Regions from separate parts of the Mus musculus genome. Here all the other regions are linked to region 3. The links are chromatin contacts, called in public HiChIP or PLAC-seq maps. All regions are on one chromosome and are shown on one strand. The core of a region is the stretch at or near the end of the contact, and the rest is flanking DNA. Distances in the headings are between cores, read along the strand shown.

Region 1 (3,163 bases), core at 158-2,657, 210 kb after region 3:
GCACACATGCATGCATACTGAACCACAGAGAGGTGGATTGGGGAGAGAGGAAGGGGGAGAGAGGGAGTCAGAGTCAAAGACACAGTTTGAGTGAATTGATTATAGCTGCTACCTCAGATTTTCTAAAAGAAAGGTAAAAGAGCTTCCAGGTATGCACAAGAAGACAGGGTACTCTGAGAAGTTTATTTAAGTAAAATTTGTTCTGTCACATAAGATGCATTATAGTTTATAATATAAAATCATGGTGTATAAACAAAGGTGCTAAAGTATTAAGAGTATCTCCGTTTGCTGGGTCGTGGTGGTCCACTCTCTTAACCTCAGCACTAGGGAGGCAGAAGCAAGTGGATCTCAGAGAAAAGACAAACAAAGAAAAAACCCCCAAAGAGTATTTTGTATCTGTATTATTTTCAGATTCCTTCTTGATATACTGTGACATAAGTACTGAAAGATATAACAATATTAAGTAGGCTTTCTTTTCCTTCCTTCCTTCCTTCCTTCCTTCCTTCCTTCCTTCCTTCCTTCCTTCCTTCCTTCCTCTTTTTTAAAAAAACAGGTCTTACTTTGTAGCTCTTGTTGGTGCGCAACTATGTAGATAGACTAGGTTAGCTTTGAACTCACAGACATCTCCCTACTTCTGCCTCTGCCTGGGTGGTTCACAACCACTTTTAACTCTAGCTTTAGAGGGATCTGACTCCTGACCTCTTGCAGATACACTTGTGTGTACATACCCATCCAGATACACACGCATATAGAATTAAAAATAAATCTTCGATAAAAAAGTAAAATTAGCTGGGTGGTAGTGGCACACGTTTTTAATCTCAGCACTCAGGAGGCAGAGGCAGGCAGATCTTTGAATATAAGGCCAGACTAGTCTACAGAGTGAGATCTAGGACAGCCAGGGCTACACAGTGAAACCCTGACTTGGAAAAACAAACAAACAAACAAACAAACAAACAAGTCTGCCATGATGGTAGCCAATCTTAAGATGATTTTGGGAGTGTCCTTTTCTTTTATTACCTTAATATTACAAACAGTTTAATTTTTATGTTCCTTTTATCTTGGCAGGGCTGGTCAAGACTCTCTTGTAGCTCAGGCTGCTTTGGAACTTGCCATGTAAAATGGCTGGCCTTGAATTCAGTGATCTTCCTGCTTCCAAGTATAGTGCTGGGGGTGGGAGGGTATGGGTGTGAGTGGCCATGCCCTGTGTTCCAGGAGCCCAGGGCTTTAGTTTTACTTTCACTTTCACCGTCCCATTGTTCTTTTCTTATTGTAAAATACATTAAAAAAATTCTCTCTCTCTCTCTCTCTCTCTCTCCCTCTCCCTCTCTCTCTCTGTCTCTCTCTCTTTGTGTTTGTGTGTGTGACAGGGTCTAGCTTTATAGTTATGGTTGGCCTAAAACTAAGTATGTGGACCAGGCTGGCCTGAAACTCACAGAGATCTTTCCCCTTCTGCTTTTAAAGTGCTGGGATTAAAGGTGTGCACCACCATGCCTGGCTTTTTAATTTTTTTTTTTTTTTGAATAAGTTATTTTCTGGAGCTAGACCTTTTAAAGCACAAGATTTTTAAATTATACTTTTAGCTTTTTAAAAAAATTTTTTTTAAAGTTTTTATTTATTTATTTATTTTGGTTTTTCGAGACAGAGTTTCTCTGTGTAGCCCTGGCTGTTCTGGAACTCACTTGTAGACCAGGCTGGCCTCGAACTCAGAAATTCGCCTGTCTCTGCCTCCCGAGTGCTGGGATTAAAGGCGTGCTCCACCATTGCCTGGCTACTTTTAGCTTTTTAACTGACTTTATCAACCTTCCTCCTAACCATTGCTAAGTAGAAGTGTTATTTCTGTGACAAATGGGATCTCCTTGCTTCTTTACATTTGCTAATAAAAACTTGATGAAGATGTGGTTTTAGTTTCAAGTATCTAAAACCTGGCTGAAAGTTAGCTCTTTCTTAGTTACTTTTCCTGTTGTGATAAAACACCCTGACAAAACAACCTAAGGGAGAAAAGTCCACTGTGTGGGGAAGTCTGGAGCAGGCATTTGAGGCAACTGGCTATGATACACACATGTACGTGGGTGGTGTCGCTCAGTTTAGTTTCTCTTTTCCCTTCAGTCTAGGACCCCAGCCTATGAGATGGTGCCACCCACCTCTACTCACCTAGTGTATATACTGCCTCATAGGGATGCTCAAAGGCTCATGTCCTAGATAATTCTAGATTCTATCAGGTAAGCAGTCACCGTAACCATCACAGAACAGCTACTCTGACGCTATTTACCTTTCAGTGTCATCTATAGCCATTATAAAGACATAGTAATCACATCACTTACTCCATAAGCTGGGATTTGTGATGTGTAAATGAGAATGACCCCATAGGTTCACATATTTGAAAACTTGGTCTGCAGTTGGTAGAACTGTCTGGAAAAGATTAGGAGATGTGGCCTTTTTGGAGGAGGTTGGTCACTGGCTTTGGGGTGTAAAAAGCTCACACTGTTCCCAGTTAGCTCTCTCTCTGTCTTGTTCTTGTGCATCAGATGTAAGCTGTCAGCTGCTGCTCTAGTGCCATGACTACCTGCTTGTTGCCATGCTCCCTGGCATGATGGGTAAATACTCTAATCCTTTGAAACCATGAACCCCACATTAAATGCTTTCTTTTATAAGTTGCCTTGATCATGATATAAAGCTACAGCTTGGTACTACAAAGTGTTATATTGCTGTAACAGGCCTGGCCATGCTGTTGTTTGGAGAAATGTGAAAGACTTTGTGTTTTTGAATTAGAAAAGTTGTTGAATGCTGTAAGCCTATAAGTGGTCGTCAGTGGGCCATCCTAGTAGGAGTTAGGAAGACAGTAAGTATTGCTGAGGCCATGTGGGCTATGAAGGCCCTGCTCAAGAGGTCTCATAGATGAACATTAGCTAGAGACCAAGAACTAGAGATCATTTTTGTGATAATTTGGCAAAGAATGTTGCTACATTTGCTTTTATCTGAATAATTTGTCTGAAACTAAATTGAAGAGTTTTGTTCTAATTTCATTGGTAGATTTCAAGATGACCTCATATTGATATGTGTGACTATTAGTGATCAATCACTCTTATGCAGATTTACAATGAAAATGAAAAAGCAGAGCAAAAAGAAGTATAAAATGTACTCTTTGAGGAACAAGAAAGAACCA
Region 2 (3,575 bases), core at 837-3,336, 210 kb before region 3:
CCCCTCCCCCATTTGGGGGTAGCAAGTTGGTCAAAATATTCCCGAATAAAACACACACACACACACACACACACACACACACACACACACACACACACAGCGTCCTTTATTTGGTGGCGTCTAGCGAGGAACTCGCGCTGCCGCCACCGGGCAAAATATTCCCGAATAAAACACACACACACACACACACACACACACACACACACACACACACACACACACACACACACAGCGTCCTTTATTTGGTGGCGTCTAGCGAGGAACTCGCGCTGCCGCCACCGGGCAATTAGAGCGGATTAACCCACTACCGCTAAACCCGGATCCTAAAGCGCACATGGGCTCCTTCTCTGGGTCCTGTTGGTCACCCGGGCCGTAGCCTGGTCAGCGTGGGGTTCTCATGTGTGGCAGCGGAATTCCAGCATCCGGGAGACGCTGGCGGGTGCGTAGCGCCCACTCACTTCGCGAACACAGCCCAGCCAAGGAATGTTAACCTAAAGGTTCCAAGTTCACACCTACCCTGGGACTCCTGTTGTCATTTTAAACAGCTTTTTGTCCTCTCTCTCCCCGGCGGACAGCTAAACAACATTATCAGTGGCAGATGGACAAACACGCCCAAACCGGCACCCTTCTAGGGTCTGGACACCCTAACCCTGCTGATGGGATATCAATGCTAAACCGTGAGACTCAAATTCCTGAAAGGAATGCGCTCTCCCACCACACCCCACCCCGACTCCCCTTCGAGATAAAAAGATCCTGATGCCTTTGCCAACCCTTAAACAGCTAAGGCATGCGCCCCCTACTCTTTTCACCTGCAAATTAAGGTGGTCTGGGTATCCGGTGAGTGGCAGGAAACCTGAAGTTCAAGTGATTGCTCTAGTAACAAGGTCACCACCACAGAGAACATCAACATAGCCACTCTGCAGCACACAGCTAGTACTGCTACCATTTATGTTTGAGAGAAGGTTTTATGAATCTCACGCTGCCCTAGCACTCTCTTTTCAACTGGTCCTCCAGAGTGCTGCGGTACAAGGGTGGTGGGCCACCCTTGTACCAAACACCATGACTATTATTTTTGAAAAGAGCATATCTTAGTTTGTGCACTATGTGGCTTACCCATTCCAGATTTTATTTCTAAAGCCGATCGTTTTCCTGGTTATTTAGTGACCTCTACACGTTTTTTCTGTAGAGGAGATGTGTGTATCATGGCCACATAGTGTATGTTGTGCCTTGCCTGTGCTCACTTGAAGGCTGTTATGGAAGACTGTTAAAGAAGAGCCAATGGAGAGAAGGTGCAGGAGACAACACCTGAGAAATGGCCAGGGCCAGGTAGCCCCTGTCTTAGCTGTTCCTGCCATCACAGCTGCTACTGATAAACCAGCATGCTTGGTTTATCCATCTTAGGCTTGGAAGCCACCTAGTAAGAACACACCAGGTTAACTCCTGTTTGTGATTAAACCTCTGTTTCTCAAGGACTGGGCTATGCTCTACCTGTAACCTTAACTACATATGGCTCTGTACTGCCTGTCCCAGGAAAAAAACTATACCTTTGTTTCAAAAAGTTGGTATGACCACCGTACAGCCATGTCTTTGTTTCTGGAGAGTATTATCAGCACTTTGTTATGTTTCTGTCACTCTGCCTATTTGCCAGCCGAACCCCGCTTGGAAACCCCCTACTCCTGAGCTATAAAAACTCTCATCTTCCCCATGTCCAATGTTGATGATCTCTTGTACCCCACTTTTAGCCCGTACACACCCCACACACACCACACATACCAACACCACCACCACCACATATACCCACTCCACCACCACCACCACCCCACACACACACTTAAATTTATGTAGCCATGATTTGGGTCAGTTTTCTTTCGCCTAAAGCTACTACTTGAATTGCTTTGACAAAGATAAAGCCAGACCTTAGCTGAAACTGTGAAAACAAACTATTCAGTAAGTACAAAGCACAGATGCTGCCACTGAGACCTGTAAATGAATGAGTACCTGGGTATTCTAAAGGGGAGTGGGGCATCAGAGGTCAAGTCAGAGAAGGGTCAGCACAGGTGAAAATTCTCCAAGGGCTTGCTGGTGTAAATGCCCATCCCACTAGGCTGCTGGTCTGAACTCCCTGCCGATAATGCTTTGTGCTCTTCCTGGAGATGCGGTCTCCTGGTCCAGAGTAATTGTCAGTCTCTGGCACACTCTTCCACTATTAAGCACGTTGGCACTGCCTGAAGGACTGCAACCACAGTGACACTTTGACTCCGTCAGAAGCCACCACTACACAGGGTGCAACTTAGTGTCATGGATGAATCTTCAAGGCATGGTGTAAGCTTTTTCTCCCGGCCTCATCAGCATCATTGCTAACATTTGTAAGATCCCTGAAAGGGGACATGTTTGCTTTCCTAAAACACATATATTTACATCACAATTTATACAGTAGTAAAGTTACAGTTACGAAGTAGCAATGATAATAATTTTATGGGTGGGGGTCACCACCGCATGAGGAACTGAATGAAGGGGATCTCAGCACTCGGAGGTTGGTTGAGGACTATGTTCAAAATAAGGAGACATAGGGGAAAGAGGGTGAAGTGGAGGCAAAAATGACAGAACCTAGGTGGCTGTATTTGAGGCAGAGGTGGAAAGGGAATGCCTAGGAGTCCCCCACCCACCGCAGGCAGCCCTGTGAACACCAGGATTGACCTCCATCCCCTGCTGAGACTGGGTTGAGCATTGGGGCGCAGAGGCAAGCTAACTTCCCTTAGCATTAGATCCGGGAATCTGCAACTTTCGTCTTCCGAAATCTCTACAGGTTGACAGTGTTTAGTGTCTAAAAACCAGAAAGGTTTTGTTTTTCTTTTTTGCTTGTTTTCGTTTTTTTGTTTGTTTTTCCTGAAAGCCATTTGCTTTCCTCCTTCCCTAAGCACAGCTGCAGAGCACAGCATCTAGTCAGGCAAGTCTCCACTAAGTCTTCCTGCTAAGTCTTCCTCTCGAAAGACCGTTAGGATGCTCGAGATGGTCGGGGAAGAAACGGAACCAGCATGCCAATTGCTCCCTTGAGCCAATTATCATGTAAGGGACCTGGAAAAGGATGCTCGACACACACTGAGACCTGTCCTCACTTAAACCACCACGAACCCGAAAAAGTGTTTCTGCACAAGGCTAGACTGGTCTGGAATCCAGGTGAGTTTCCTTATGGCCTGGCCTCAGAGCCCAGTGCACCACCTGGCCCCGGGAAACATGAGAGGTGGAACAGAGGCTGTAGGACGCTGGGGGGTGGATGTGAGCACACTTGATACCTGCTAGTCTTCAGTTTCTGGTCCTGCCGGCATTTATTGGTAAATACCCTACTACATGACATGCCATTCAAATTCTGTTATTCCCTGGTAGTCTTGTGACTAGGATTCGGCACTTTTACGATTCCGACCCGAGTTCACCTTAAGTGCGATTACAACCCAGGTTCACCTTATGTTCTGTCCGTCCCTGGTGGTCTAGTGGCTAGGATTCGGCGCTTTCACCGCCGCGGCCCGGGTTCGATTCCCGGTCAGGGAAGGCTTTTGACCACAAGAATCCTTCAAGGT
Region 3 (3,489 bases), core at 891-3,390:
GGAAGGAGAGGGGAGGGGGAGAGGGGAGGTCAGAGTTGGTTCTTTTGCTACTGTGTGGGTTCTGCTATTGAACTCAGGTTGGCAGGCCTGGCACCATCTCTCTGGTTCTCCTGAAGTCTTATGTAGCTGGGGCTGAAGAGATGGCTTGGTGGTTGATAGTATCAGAGGAAACGAGTTCGAGTCCCAGAACCAAAAAACGGCAGCTCACAACTCTTAACTCCACTTCTAAGGCATCGGCGGACACCTGCAGCAAGCACACAGGTGGTAGAAGAAAATAACAGCCATATACTTACAAAATTTTTAAATCTTATGTTGCTACATACCACACTATTTAACAACATCGATATATGAACTTTCGGTATATTTTGATATTTCATACCATCAAGCTAAGGTTTTCTCAGATGCCTGCTACAGGCACTGAGAAACTGAAGTTAGTGAGCGACCTACCTCCCTTACAGTATTCATAAATACTGTTTATCGTTGGAAAACACCTGACGCCTAGTTAGTTAACTTTCTGGAACAAACACACCCTAAGGATCAAGGTGTTCCTAGGCCTTGGTGTTGTGTATATGTTTTTGAACCGTGTGATGTTCATCTCTGTGCTTGCTTAAGGTTCAGTTGTAACTTGTTAGCCTTAGGGTGTCAACCCAGTTAGGGCGCGCGGGGGTGGGGGCTGGGGGTGTTGTTTATGAACAGCGGTGAACAGGCATGCAATCGCTTTTTACTTCTCCATCTTAATCTCAGGGCTATATCATCTTTATTTTCCTGCGCAAGGAAGGAGATAGATAGTCTCCTAATAATTCTGCCCAAATATGGAAGGAGTTTAGGACTCAATGACAAGGCTCCGGCGCGGGGTGGGGGTGGGGGTGGGAGTGGGTGGGTGGGTGGGGAATAGAGTAGGGGGCGAAGGGGGAGGGGGTTGCAGGTAATCCTTCACACAAGAGTTTCTTTGCACACTTAAGAGTTATTTCTCTAGTCAGCTCCTGAGGCATCTCTCAGCAAGGTTTGCCAGATAACTAAGTGAAACTAACACAGCTCCAGCGCCGGTGAAATTGAAACAGGCTTAGGGACATGCATTTCATTTAGTGAATTTGGAGAGAGGACAGAGGGGGGAAAAGAATGACAGGAACTCGAAAACAAAGTAAGGAGTGAGGTTCTTTTTCTTCCTTTTTCTTTCTTTCTTTTATTTTATTTTTTTGGTTTGTCCACCTCTTGTTTCCTGGAGAAACAAGGACGGGGGAGCCATCAGTGTGAAAGTAAACACCTCACAAAGCTGCAGTGAGGAACAAGGGAACATATACAAAATGTTCCCCAACTTCACAGGTACACTGAAGAGATGAGGGGATAAGCAACAGGATGTGGACACTCCCTTACTGCTTCCGCTCCAGAGAACAGAATAGAATGTAATGGGCGAGGAACAGTAGCAGCACATAGGGGCATGAAATGAGGGGGAAATGAGGGGAACCCACCAGAGCATTCACCAGAAAGGACTGAAAGCCAGACTTTAAAATATCTGACAAGTTCTCGTCTGGAGAGACCGCAGCCTTTTATTCTTCAATAGAAGTGCAATAGGAGCATATCGGGTGGGCTCTTTCTCACTAACACGACTGCACTCTCGCCCTCCGCTCCATCCTGGAGTATCCTCGGTGCGATGGGATTGTTTTTCACAAGACTTGCGAACTTGTGAGCCAGGAATAAATGGTCACCTCGAAATGAATTGCGCTGGCTCAGGCGAGTCATGAAATCCTCTCCTAAGCACATTTTTCTTTCACCTAAAAAAAGAAGGGGGAAAAAAAAAACAAAGCACACACCCAAATAACCCAGCTCCCAAGAGGAGTCCCCTGGATGAGGTTCAGGGTCCCGGGGTCCCAGCCTCCCGGGGGGAGGGAGGGCACCCGTCGCCCCGGGCCCCGCCCCTCCTGCTGGCAAGGCTGCGCACCCGAACAACAACCATTTTCCCCGCTAGGAGCACACCGTGTCCACGCGCCCCGGCGGCCTCGCTGATTGGTTGGAGGCCTGGTAAACAAGGGCCAAGTAGCCAATGGGAGAACTGTGCACGAGGGCTGCACGAGCCTCCAGGCCAGCACTCGCGTGGAGCGCCAAGCCAGGCGGCTATATAAGCCGTTTCCGGCAGCCGCTTGACACTCTCCTCCTCTGGTCTCGGGGTTTCCAGAGTTTCTCCAGTTGCGGAAGACAGCTGTTATTTTTCTCCTGAAAGCTTTTGGCACAGCCGGCAGGCTGAAACTTCCAGGCACCTTTTGGAAAAGTTGTTAGGGTTTGTTTGAAGCTTTCTTTACATTTTCGTTTGGGTTTTCAAGCCCTGACTTTACGGAGGCGAGCTCTTCGTTTGCTTTGAAGGGTTCTTAAAGATTTTTTTCCTCTCCGGCTTTCGTTTTTCTTGAACCCACTCGGCTCAATCATGGTGATGTTCAAGAAGATCAAGTCTTTTGAGGTGGTCTTCAACGACCCCGAGAAGGTGTACGGCAGCGGGGAGAAGGTGGCCGGACGGGTAATAGTGGAAGTGTGTGAAGTTACCCGAGTCAAAGCCGTCAGGATCCTGGCTTGCGGCGTGGCCAAGGTCCTGTGGATGCAAGGGTCTCAGCAGTGCAAACAGACTTTGGACTACTTGCGCTATGAAGACACACTTCTCCTAGAAGAGCAGCCTACAGGTACTGCTCCCAGCAGGACTGATGGTGACTTGGGAGGTCTGTGGGTCGGGGAGGGCACCACTAAATGTTTCGAGTTGTTCGTTTGAATGGTTTGAACTGTTGGTCCCTATATTTTTTTACTTTGTAATTAGCAAGTTTTTCACTACCCTTCACCCCCCTAGAGTGATTTGAACACTTTCTGAGGTACTGTTTCCTGAAAGTGTTGTCTTAGCTACTACTTAAAGATTAATGTATTTGTGGATTTCGCAACTTTCTGTCCAAGAAAGTGCTCTGGGATCTTTTCTTCCATAGTGTAAGAGATGAAAGTGGAAGTGAAGTAAGGTAGTCTACTGCCCAGGCACTCCTCATTGACGCTTTCAAAATGTAACAAGAAGCCTAATGGCCCCTTGTCTTTGTTTCCCAGCAGGTGAGAACGAGATGGTGATCATGAGGCCTGGAAACAAATATGAGTACAAGTTCGGCTTCGAGCTTCCTCAAGGGTAGGCATCCACCGTGTGCACCTTGCACTCTTATTTCTAAGTCTTCCCCCTCCATTGATCTCTTACAGTTCTTAGCCTTAATTTTGGTTCATTGTTTTGACACAGGCCCCTGGGAACATCCTTTAAAGGAAAATATGGTTGCGTAGACTACTGGGTGAAGGCTTTTCTCGATCGCCCCAGCCAGCCAACTCAAGAGGCAAAGAAAAACTTCGAAGTGATGGATCTAGTGGATGTCAATACCCCTGACCTAATGGTGAGGATTTTTTGTTTTTGTTTTTAAAAAGGTTTTAAAATTCTTCTTGGTCAGGGATAATAAATTAGATGCATGGGGGTTGAAATAT

The links. HiChIP or PLAC-seq counts read pairs in DNA pulled down with a chosen protein or histone mark.
Region 1: a contact with region 3 is called in an H3K4me3 HiChIP or PLAC-seq map of bone marrow-derived macrophages, with 2.7 times the contacts expected there. The contact joins the enhancer-like site here to the promoter of Txnip in region 3. A contact is called at or near these places in 2 of 39 promoter capture datasets (HPC-7-derived erythroid cells and macrophages), 1 of 484 Hi-C or Micro-C datasets (embryonic stem cells), 2 of 115 datasets of contacts at active chromatin or transcription factors (bone marrow-derived macrophages and microglia) and 2 of 9 other capture datasets (adipose tissue and pancreatic islet).
Region 2: a contact with region 3 is called in an H3K4me3 HiChIP or PLAC-seq map of embryonic stem cells, with 6 times the contacts expected there. The contact joins the promoter of Platr30 here to the promoter of Txnip in region 3. A contact is called at or near these places in 3 of 39 promoter capture datasets (the C10 cell line, embryonic stem cells and hippocampal neurons), 1 of 15 datasets of contacts at CTCF or cohesin (large pre-B cells) and 5 of 115 datasets of contacts at active chromatin or transcription factors (bone marrow-derived macrophages, embryonic stem cells and memory CD8 T cells).

Annotation. Positions count from the first base shown.
Region 1 is chr3:96,763,539-96,766,701 of GRCm38.p6, forward strand. The region is part of intron 3 of Rnf115 (ring finger protein 115); the gene reads left to right. Among named protein-coding and RNA genes, the nearest start is that of Rnf115, 38 kb to the left of the region's middle. Within about 2 kb of position 1,408, at least 53 of the 459 cell types and tissues checked have an H3K27ac peak or open chromatin away from gene starts, as enhancers often do. A contact at or near this core is called in bone marrow-derived macrophages, where this site is marked.
Region 2 is chr3:96,343,201-96,346,775 of GRCm38.p6, forward strand. It overlaps Platr30 (pluripotency associated transcript 30), which reads left to right and starts at 2,087. Exons shown (of 6, transcript NR_152105.1): 1 at 2,087-2,322; 2 at 2,924-3,177. n-TEttc3 (a tRNA gene) reads left to right here and starts at 3,475; the gene lies at 3,475-3,546.
Region 3 is chr3:96,555,817-96,559,305 of GRCm38.p6, forward strand. Txnip (thioredoxin interacting protein) reads left to right here and starts at 2,141. Exons shown (of 8, transcript NM_001009935.2): 1 at 2,141-2,669; 2 at 3,073-3,148; 3 at 3,254-3,401. The coding sequence starts at 2,420. It overlaps Gm15441 (predicted gene 15441), which reads right to left. Exons shown (of 4, transcript NR_040409.1): 3 at 1,470-2,581; 4 at 1-244.